Linked DNA regions of Oryctolagus cuniculus: region 2 is linked to region 1. A link is a contact called in public Micro-C data. All regions are on one chromosome and are shown on one strand. Each heading gives the region's core, a stretch centred on a gene start, on an enhancer-like site or on the middle of the called end of the contact. The rest is flanking DNA. Distances are from core to core; before and after follow the strand shown. Region 1 holds the start of CLP1 (cleavage factor polyribonucleotide kinase subunit 1). Region 2 holds the start of SSRP1 (structure specific recognition protein 1).

Region 1 (4,026 bases), core at 269-2,768:
GGTGGAGCCAAAATGATAGACCAGAGGGGCCTGGATAGAGAAACCCTCTTCCACATCCGCTGGCCGCTCAATGTAGAGCGCCCCCATAGTGCCGGGGATGGACACAGATCCCTGGCCCACATCCAGCTCCACGTAAGTGGGACGGCGGCCCAAACGCACGGCGTAGTTGAGCAGCAGGCGGCACACCGTGGACTTGCCCACGTCGGTGGGGCCCACGACCATCACTCGGGGACCTCGCTCTTCTTCCTTCTCCGCTTGCCTCCGCATCTGCTCCAGGGCTGTGTGAGTGTTGAGGTAAAGCAACATGGGGGTGTCCTTGGAGACGTAGGCCACCTCCGTGCGGCCGCTCAGTTGCAGAGAACACCCATGCCACGTGAAAACGGCCACCTTGGCACCAGCGTCGAAGGTGAATTTCTTGTTCCGGGTCAGCTCCGTGCCAAAGATCTCTGCCATGCCGGTCAACAGCTCCAGCTGAACCGACTGAGACGCTTCCACCTCAAAGCGGAGCTCTGTTTCTCGCTCGAGTTCGAATTTCGTCGTCGGCTTCTTGTCATCATTGGTCTCCTCTCCCATCCTTTCTGAGTAGCTGTGCCTAGAACACAAATTTAGTATCAGATCTGATCATAAGCCGGGTCCCTTTGCAAAATCTTCCAAGGGACCTTTTCCCTTACCTTGCTTTACTTTTCTCCATATTTCTTAACACCTGTCTCCCCCAGTCGAATGAAATGGTTGAGCATTATCCTTTGCTATGTTAGTACCTGGAGCAGGGTTTGACAAACTGCAGGTACCTCGATAAATACACTGAATGAATGACTTGGACGTAAGAAGAAAACATACCTACAGATCGGCAAAAGCCCCGACCGCCTTCATCACTCTACTGACGAGAAGGCTACAGACGCCCGCTCCTCCACCCTCTCAGCCCACCAGAAAGGGCGTCCGCGCTGCGGACACAAAGCAGAGGGTACACCACGTGCAGGCTTAGAGAACAGCCAAGATCCACTCTGCAAACTCTTGGAGAGGCTGAACTCTTCCCTCAGCTGCCAACTGGCGGCACGCTTCCTCAGTGTCGTGCTTAAGAATTAGCAGGATTATGAGACGTTTTTTTAAAAAAAAAAAAAAAACCCACTTCGTAAACTAGAAAACGTTAACAATTATTTTCGATACGGGACCGCGGTTCTAGGTCCCGCGTCTGTCTAATCCTCCGCAGACACCGAAATCTACCCAAGCCTCAAGGAAGTGACAGTTGCGTTCCTGAATTTATTAAACTCACCTGCACGGCCACGAGCAAAAACCGGTAAACTCAGCAGCCCTTCGGGGTGCGACCCAAACCGAGCGCCAAGCCGCGTTCTCCCAGACCACTCGGGAAACACGCGCGCTTCCGTACTTGCGCAGTGGGTGATGACGCGGCCGCGCGACGCCCCTTGGGATGTGTAGTTGTGCTGGAGAGGCCGCTCAGCCTTCCGGGAGTTGTAGTTAAAGTTTTGTTTTGATCGTGACGCTAAATGTGGGCGGGGCTGTGTCCGTCCGTGTGCGCCTCGCCGGAGGGAGGAGGGCAGGGGGCGTGCCGGTTACTCCCCCGCGTGTGGGCTCGTGGGGTCGGAACGTGTTTGTGGCGGGGGTCTAGCCGTTGCGTTACTGCTCCCCTGAGTCCCGGGAAGGGGAATGGAGGCCGGGGAGGGAGCGGGACTCGAGCTGAGTCTCGAGATCAACTGCTTGTTTGGACGACGAGCCTGGAATTCGGGACACGGGCAAAACCCGGCGTGTGCAGCAGGAAAGCAGGCTGTCCGGCTGCAAGTGAGCTGTCCTCCAGCTCACACCGCGCTGGGCACGCAGAAGGCATTCAGGAAATGTTTCTCTCCTTAAAGAACAGGCGTCCAATCATTTCTTCCAGTTACCTTGTCGGTTAGTCCTTACCCAGCAACCTCCCTCCCACCCAGCGGGGAGTTTTGCTGGGGACTCTGTTTAACTCCCTAAATCCCTGACAGTTACATAAGGCCAGGCATCCACCCGCAGCCAACACATCCGGCCACGACCATAGAGAGACAGCCCTGTTCTCCTGAGCTGGGGCTTTGGAATCTTGCATTATTTTCTGTGCCATTTACTTAGCATGTGACCCCAGGCAGATCCTGGGCTTCGTCTCCCTGACACGTTTCCAGTCTTTAAGATGGGGATAATGACTGAACCCAACCTCTCAACACTATTTTGAAGATTGGAGGGGATGATGCATGTGAAATACTAAACACTACGCCTGTAACAATCTTCTGTTAGCTTTTACAATTTTATAATAGGCTGAGGGGAGGGTTGTAATGCTATAATAATAATGCCATCCATTTGGACAGTACTTTACATGTTTTCAAAGCCTGTTTGGCCATCTCCTTTCACAACCAGCCTGTAGAGTCAGCTTTATTATCTCCAGTTTCAGAGGGGGAGAGACTTAAGTGAAAAAACTTGCTCAAGCATACATAGTAATTAGAGCTAGGGCTGAAACCCAGACTTTCAGAGTCTTAGTCCAGTTATTACACTAATAGCTAACAGTTGGATGGTGTTAGAAGCCAGGTACTGTTCCATGGGCTCTACAGGTGTAAATTCATTTAATCCTGGCAAGAGTCCTGTGCAGGAGGCAATGTAATTGTCAACCTCACCTTTCTTTCGGTCAGCTCACACAGTTAATCCAGATGGAGGAGCTGTGAGGATTTCCTGCTGGCCCTGCTTAGTGCTCACTTTCCAAGCAGTGCTCCCCTTAATTCTTTTTTATTTTTATTTTTTTGATGGCTTACTTAAATGATTTCATTCACTCTGCATTAGTTCTCCAGTTAACACTTGGGCATCCCCTAATCTCACACCGTTCTTCAAAAATTCGGTTCCAGCCTTCCATGTGCAGATGTTCTGCCTGAGTGAGTTTACCCTTTTCCATTTCCTTGTACTCTGTCTCCCCCATCTATTTCTTTGCTTCCAGATCTCTCCCTCGAGACCATTCCTACCAGTTACCTGAAGGTCATCTTTATTTGAGCATTGTATAACCATCTCGAGCTGAATTTAGGGAGAACACCACCCTGCCTTTTAGCCTGCTCGCCATTTTGCTTCTTAAACACAGAAAAAGGGCACAGTATTTAAGGCATCTGGGCTTGCCCACACTCTCTCACTTTCAGTCTCTCACCAAGCACTCCTGCCACCTCCACCCCACGCCCAAATAACACTGTCCTCAGATGTCTTTCTCATTTCCCTCTCCAGCTAAATGCTTGGTCATTTTCTTTCTAAACTGATATGAATTCATTGGTATCCTCCTTGCTTCTAGTCTTTCAATCCCTGCCCTAAAAACTGGTCATCTTCCTTTTCCCCACTTTGCATGTTTTTTCTCCAAATGGCTCCCGGATTTCCCCCTCCAGTTATGTTTCCTTTCTCATCTGCTGCCCAGAACCCTTCTCTCTTCTGTCTTTACCCGACTCCCCCTCCCAGTTCCAAACCGCTGGTACTGTCCCTAAAGATAAGATACTCACATTGTGTTTTCACAATTTATTTTAATTGAATCTTCCCTGATTAAATAGTCAGCATTCCTTTTTCCCCCCCTTTGTGGCTGGCAGTGCCTCCTAACACCACAGTTCCCTACCTTAACTTTTTTCCCTCCATGCATGTGAGAAGAAAAACAGATCACCTGTGGCACTTTCTAGAATCCTTTATTTTTGTAATACTTTCCTTGCTGAATGTCAGCCTTTGTTAAAAATGGGCGCTTTGTCTGTGTCCACATACTTCGCATAGGATACCACTCGGTGAGAAAAAATCTGAGTCAAATGAAATTTACCTGGAGGCTTACAGAAATACAGCAACAAAAGATGGGATTTCTTCATAAGACACAGTTTGATACAAGATTCGTGAAAATACCAGAATTTAATAGTGCTTAGGGATAAAAGTTGGAAATGCTATCTTTTTTTAAGAATTTATTTATTTGAAAGGCAGAGTTACAGAGAAACAGAGTGAGAATGAGAAATTGATCTTCCACCTGCTGGTTCACTCTCCAAATGCCTGTAA
Region 2 (3,911 bases), core at 96-2,595, 290 kb after region 1:
GGGACGTAAAACCACTGTGGTTACAGCAGAAGAGAACGGGACCGGAGTCCGAGGCGGCTTCCTGTCTCCACCTGGGTGGCCGACTCCCAGAGCCGCTGGGCAACTGCTCTCCGCAGGAGGCTGGAGGAGATAAACTCCAAACCTCTCTCCCAGCTCAGGCCGGCTCTGATTTTGCAAGGTGCACCTCTTCCAAGATGAGCTCATGTGGTTTCCAATCAGTTCTGGCTCTAAGGTGAACCCGACACCAGCGCTCGAACTCGATCCTGCCATTTGCCAGTCACTACCAGCGCCACTGCGGTTACAGAGGTGCAGAATTTGGGTGTAGACGGTGAACTCATTTCAGAAAGGATCAATCCCACTTAGCAGGGGGCAGCCGGCCAGCAGGCCTGCCACAAAGGACACGAACGCCCGCACGCGTTTCTCTCCGCAACTCTGAGGTATTTTTCTTCGTGTTCCACAGCTTCCTTTCTACCCCTAGAAATTAACCCCTACAGAAATTAACCCCCCAACCTCCGAAATCTGACAAAAATAAAGCCACGGTACACGATTTCCCTTTAGGATCCAGTCTCCGCTTGACGTGTCCGCAACGTTCTAAGAAGCCCGATGAGCCTTCATTTTCTAGTCAGTCGGACTTCACCGCTACCGCCCCGGCCTCGGGTCCTCCAGCGTCGCCGTCGCTCTAGGCGACTGTCTCTGCGGCGGGCCTGGTTGGCGTCTCTCTAGCCAGCTCATCCTCTCGATGGTCAGTGCGCGGCTTCCGGTGGCGGGACGCGGGGCCGCGCACGCGGGAAAAGCTTCCCCAGCTAACTCCCGTTCCCCGCGTCCCCGCCCCCCTCCCCCGCATCCCCCGAAGCGCCCACCGCCCGCGCCCGGCCCGTCGCGAGGCTGCAGCTTGAGGAGGTGGGTGGTCGTCGTCCCTGGGCCCCGCTCCCCCGCGGGACGCTCCGAATGGGCCGTTCCGCGTTCGAATCTGCAGGCAGCGGGCGAATCCATTTTAGCAGGAGGGGAGAACCATGAGGGCCAGGATGGAACCTAGCGCTCTGAGCTGGGTTGGGGCGCGGGAGATGTGCACGCTGCGGGCAGGCCTTGGGGTTCCGCTGCTCGTTACCATGGCTCCCGGTGTGGCGCGCAGAGAGGGTGTTGGCTTGGGGTGGTTCTGCGGGCCTGGGATTACCGGGGCTGACCCCCGGAGCACGGCACAGCCGGCCTGTTGGTTCCCGGGCAGAGGAGAGTCTGTGAACCCCCAGGGGCGGCCACCTGGCTCCATCCGTGAGCAGAGCGCGGCGCTGCGTTTCATGACTCTCTCTTGAATTCAGATTCCCAACCTGCTGACCATCTGCACACTCACCCAGGACTTGGGGCCCAGCGCCCAGTGTATTCGGTTTCCCTTGTGAGGCCTAGGGCTCTGCCCAGGCCACCAGGGGCAGGTCAACATGGCAGAGACACTGGAGTTCAACGATGTCTATCAGGAGGTGAAAGGCTCCATGGTGAGAAGGGCTTGCGTTTTTAATAGAGATGGAAGGAGGGAGCGAGCTAAAGTTGATGTACATGAACGAGAGCTTGTCCTGGTGACGTTTCTACTGGGAAAAGGAAGTCTCTGTATAACGTGCACCTGGTGTTTCCCCCCAATAAAAGGCAATTCTGAAAAGTCGCGAGAGTTGTAGGATCTCAGGGTGTGAAGGGACCGTATTTGCTATTCTGTGTTTCAAACGAGGAGACTGATGGCCTGCGCAGGTTCTGGATGCCCGAGCCAGGTGCAGAACCGAGACTTCCTGGACACTTGTGTCTCTTTACTGGTCCTCGCTTCAGCTGTTGCTCCTGCCCTGATCACCTGGCAGTCAAAGTGAATGCTGGGTAGAGCTGCACCCAGGACACGGTCTGTACTGTCCCCGTGCATCTGGGCTCACTTTCCCAACAGAATGACGGTCGGCTGAGGTTGAGTCGCCAGGGAATTATCTTCAAGAATAGCAAGACGGGCAAAGTAGACAACATCCAGGCTGGGGAGTTGACGGAGGGCATCTGGCGCCGGGTGGCTCTCGGCCACGGACTTAAACTGCTCACGAAGAATGGCCACGTCTACAAGTATGACGGCTTCCGAGAATCGGTGAGACGCCCTGTTGCCGTGAGCCCCCTTTTTACCGTGCCATCCTGTCTGCTTTTAGTCTTCTAGAGGGAGTTGAGGTTCCCTCTGGTAGCCCCCGTGGTGCTGGTTTGGCTCCCTGGGCAGGGCCATTGAGGCCATTGAGCAATCAGTGGGTCAGCTCTGAGTGTTCTAGAGCGTTCACAGCTTTTCTGTGTTTTGGTTCCAGAAGATCTGCTTCCTACTGTTCTGGTTTAAATCGTGCTTTCTGCTTGTTTGCTCGTATCCAGGTTCAGAATCTTAGCTGGATGCTTTAGTTCAGGCTTTGCTTTTCCCTCTTAAACTGTTCTGAGTGAAAGACTTAACTTTAATGTCCACTTCTATTAAAACAATGAACACACAAAGTTTAGGAAGTCAGATAACATGGTGAGGTCCAGAAACAGGAATGCCAGTCCCTCTCTTTACTCCTCCCCTAGTCTGAGGTCCAGCTCCCAGGAGCAGCCTCTCTCCACAACCTTTTAAACCATTTCAGAGCTGAGCTGCTGAGTCAGCATGGACTTTTTTTTTTTTTTTTTTAAGACTTATTTATGTATTTGAAAGGGAGAGTTACAGAGAGAGAGAGAGAGAGAGAGATCTTCCATCCACTGGTTCACTCCCCAAATGGCTGCAAAGGCCAGGGCTGTACCAGGCTGAAGCCAGGAGCCAGAAGCTTCTTCTGGGTCTCCCATGTGAGTGCAGGGGTCCAGGGGCTTCGGCCATCTTCTGCTTTCCCAGGCGCCTTAGCAGGGAGCCGGTTCAGAAGTGGAGCAGCTGGGACTTGAAGCAATACCTTTATGGGGTGCTGACACTGCAGGCTGTGCCACAGCACCAGCTCCCTGCATGGATTTTTTGGTAGAAGTCCTATTGGGGCAATTTTTTGGATATAGGTAATGTCAGGACATTCGTGTCGGTTAAGGCCACTGGAGCTGACTGTGGTTGCACTTTCTCCCTTCCACTCATAGGAGTTTGAGAAACTCTCTGATTTCTTCAAAACTCACTATCGCCTTGAGCTAATGGAGAAGGACCTGTGTGTGAAGGGCTGGAACTGGGGGACGGTGAAGTTTGGAGGTGAGTCTTGGGGAGCAGGTAGGATCAAGGGCTGCAGCCTTTCTTATTCTCTTCCTCTGCCACAGTCTCCGGTTTCCTGTCGGGTGGGTTGCTCAATGCACCTGTGGTGTGTCAGGCTTTGTGCCTGGTCTCGGGGTGCAGCGTGAACAAACAGCCCCGGCACCCCGCCCTTACGGAACTCCAGGTTCGGTGGGCTTCTTGTCGATGCAGACGTGGGGGGAGCCTGAGGCTTGAGCAGCCCTCTTCTCACAGGGCAGCTGCTTTCCTTTGACATTGGTGACCAGCCGGTCTTCGAGATACCCCTCAGCAACGTGTCCCAGTGCACCACAGGCAAGAACGAGGTGACGCTGGAATTCCACCAGAACGACGACGCGGAGGTGTCCCTCATGGAGGTCCGCTTCTACGTGCCTCCCACCCAGGAGGACGGCGTGGATCCCGTGGAGGTGAGGCCTCCCCAGGCGCCCCGGTGCAGACGGGGCTGAGCAGGCCATGGGCTGGCCTGCTGCCGGGTTAACAGTGTGTGCTTCGGCAGGCCTTTGCCCAGAACGTGCTGTCCAAGGCGGACGTCATCCAGGCCACTGGAGACGCCATCTGCATCTTCCGGGAGCTGCAGTGCCTGACTCCCCGTGGTCGTTACGACATCCGGATCTACCCCACCTTTCTGCACCTGCACGGCAAGACCTTTGACTACAAGATCCCCTATACCACGGTACTGCGTCTCTTC

The links. Hi-C and Micro-C count contacts between places; a contact is called where the count stands out from the background.
Region 2: a contact with region 1 is called in a Micro-C map of ear pinna, with 4 times the contacts expected there. The contact joins the promoter of SSRP1 here to the promoter of CLP1 in region 1. A contact is called at or near these places in 2 of 6 Hi-C or Micro-C datasets (ear pinna and an unstated tissue).

The regions. Positions count from the first base shown.
Region 1 is chr1:14,489,816-14,493,841 of mOryCun1.1, forward strand. It overlaps CLP1 (cleavage factor polyribonucleotide kinase subunit 1), which reads right to left and starts at 1,519. Exons shown (of 3, transcript XM_008271466.4): 1 at 1,271-1,519; 2 at 1-592. The coding sequence starts at 573.
Region 2 is chr1:14,784,147-14,788,057 of mOryCun1.1, forward strand. SSRP1 (structure specific recognition protein 1) reads left to right here and starts at 1,346. Exons shown (of 16, transcript XM_070070311.1): 1 at 1,346-1,487; 2 at 1,919-2,104; 3 at 3,082-3,187; 4 at 3,440-3,630; 5 at 3,720-3,911. The coding sequence starts at 1,434.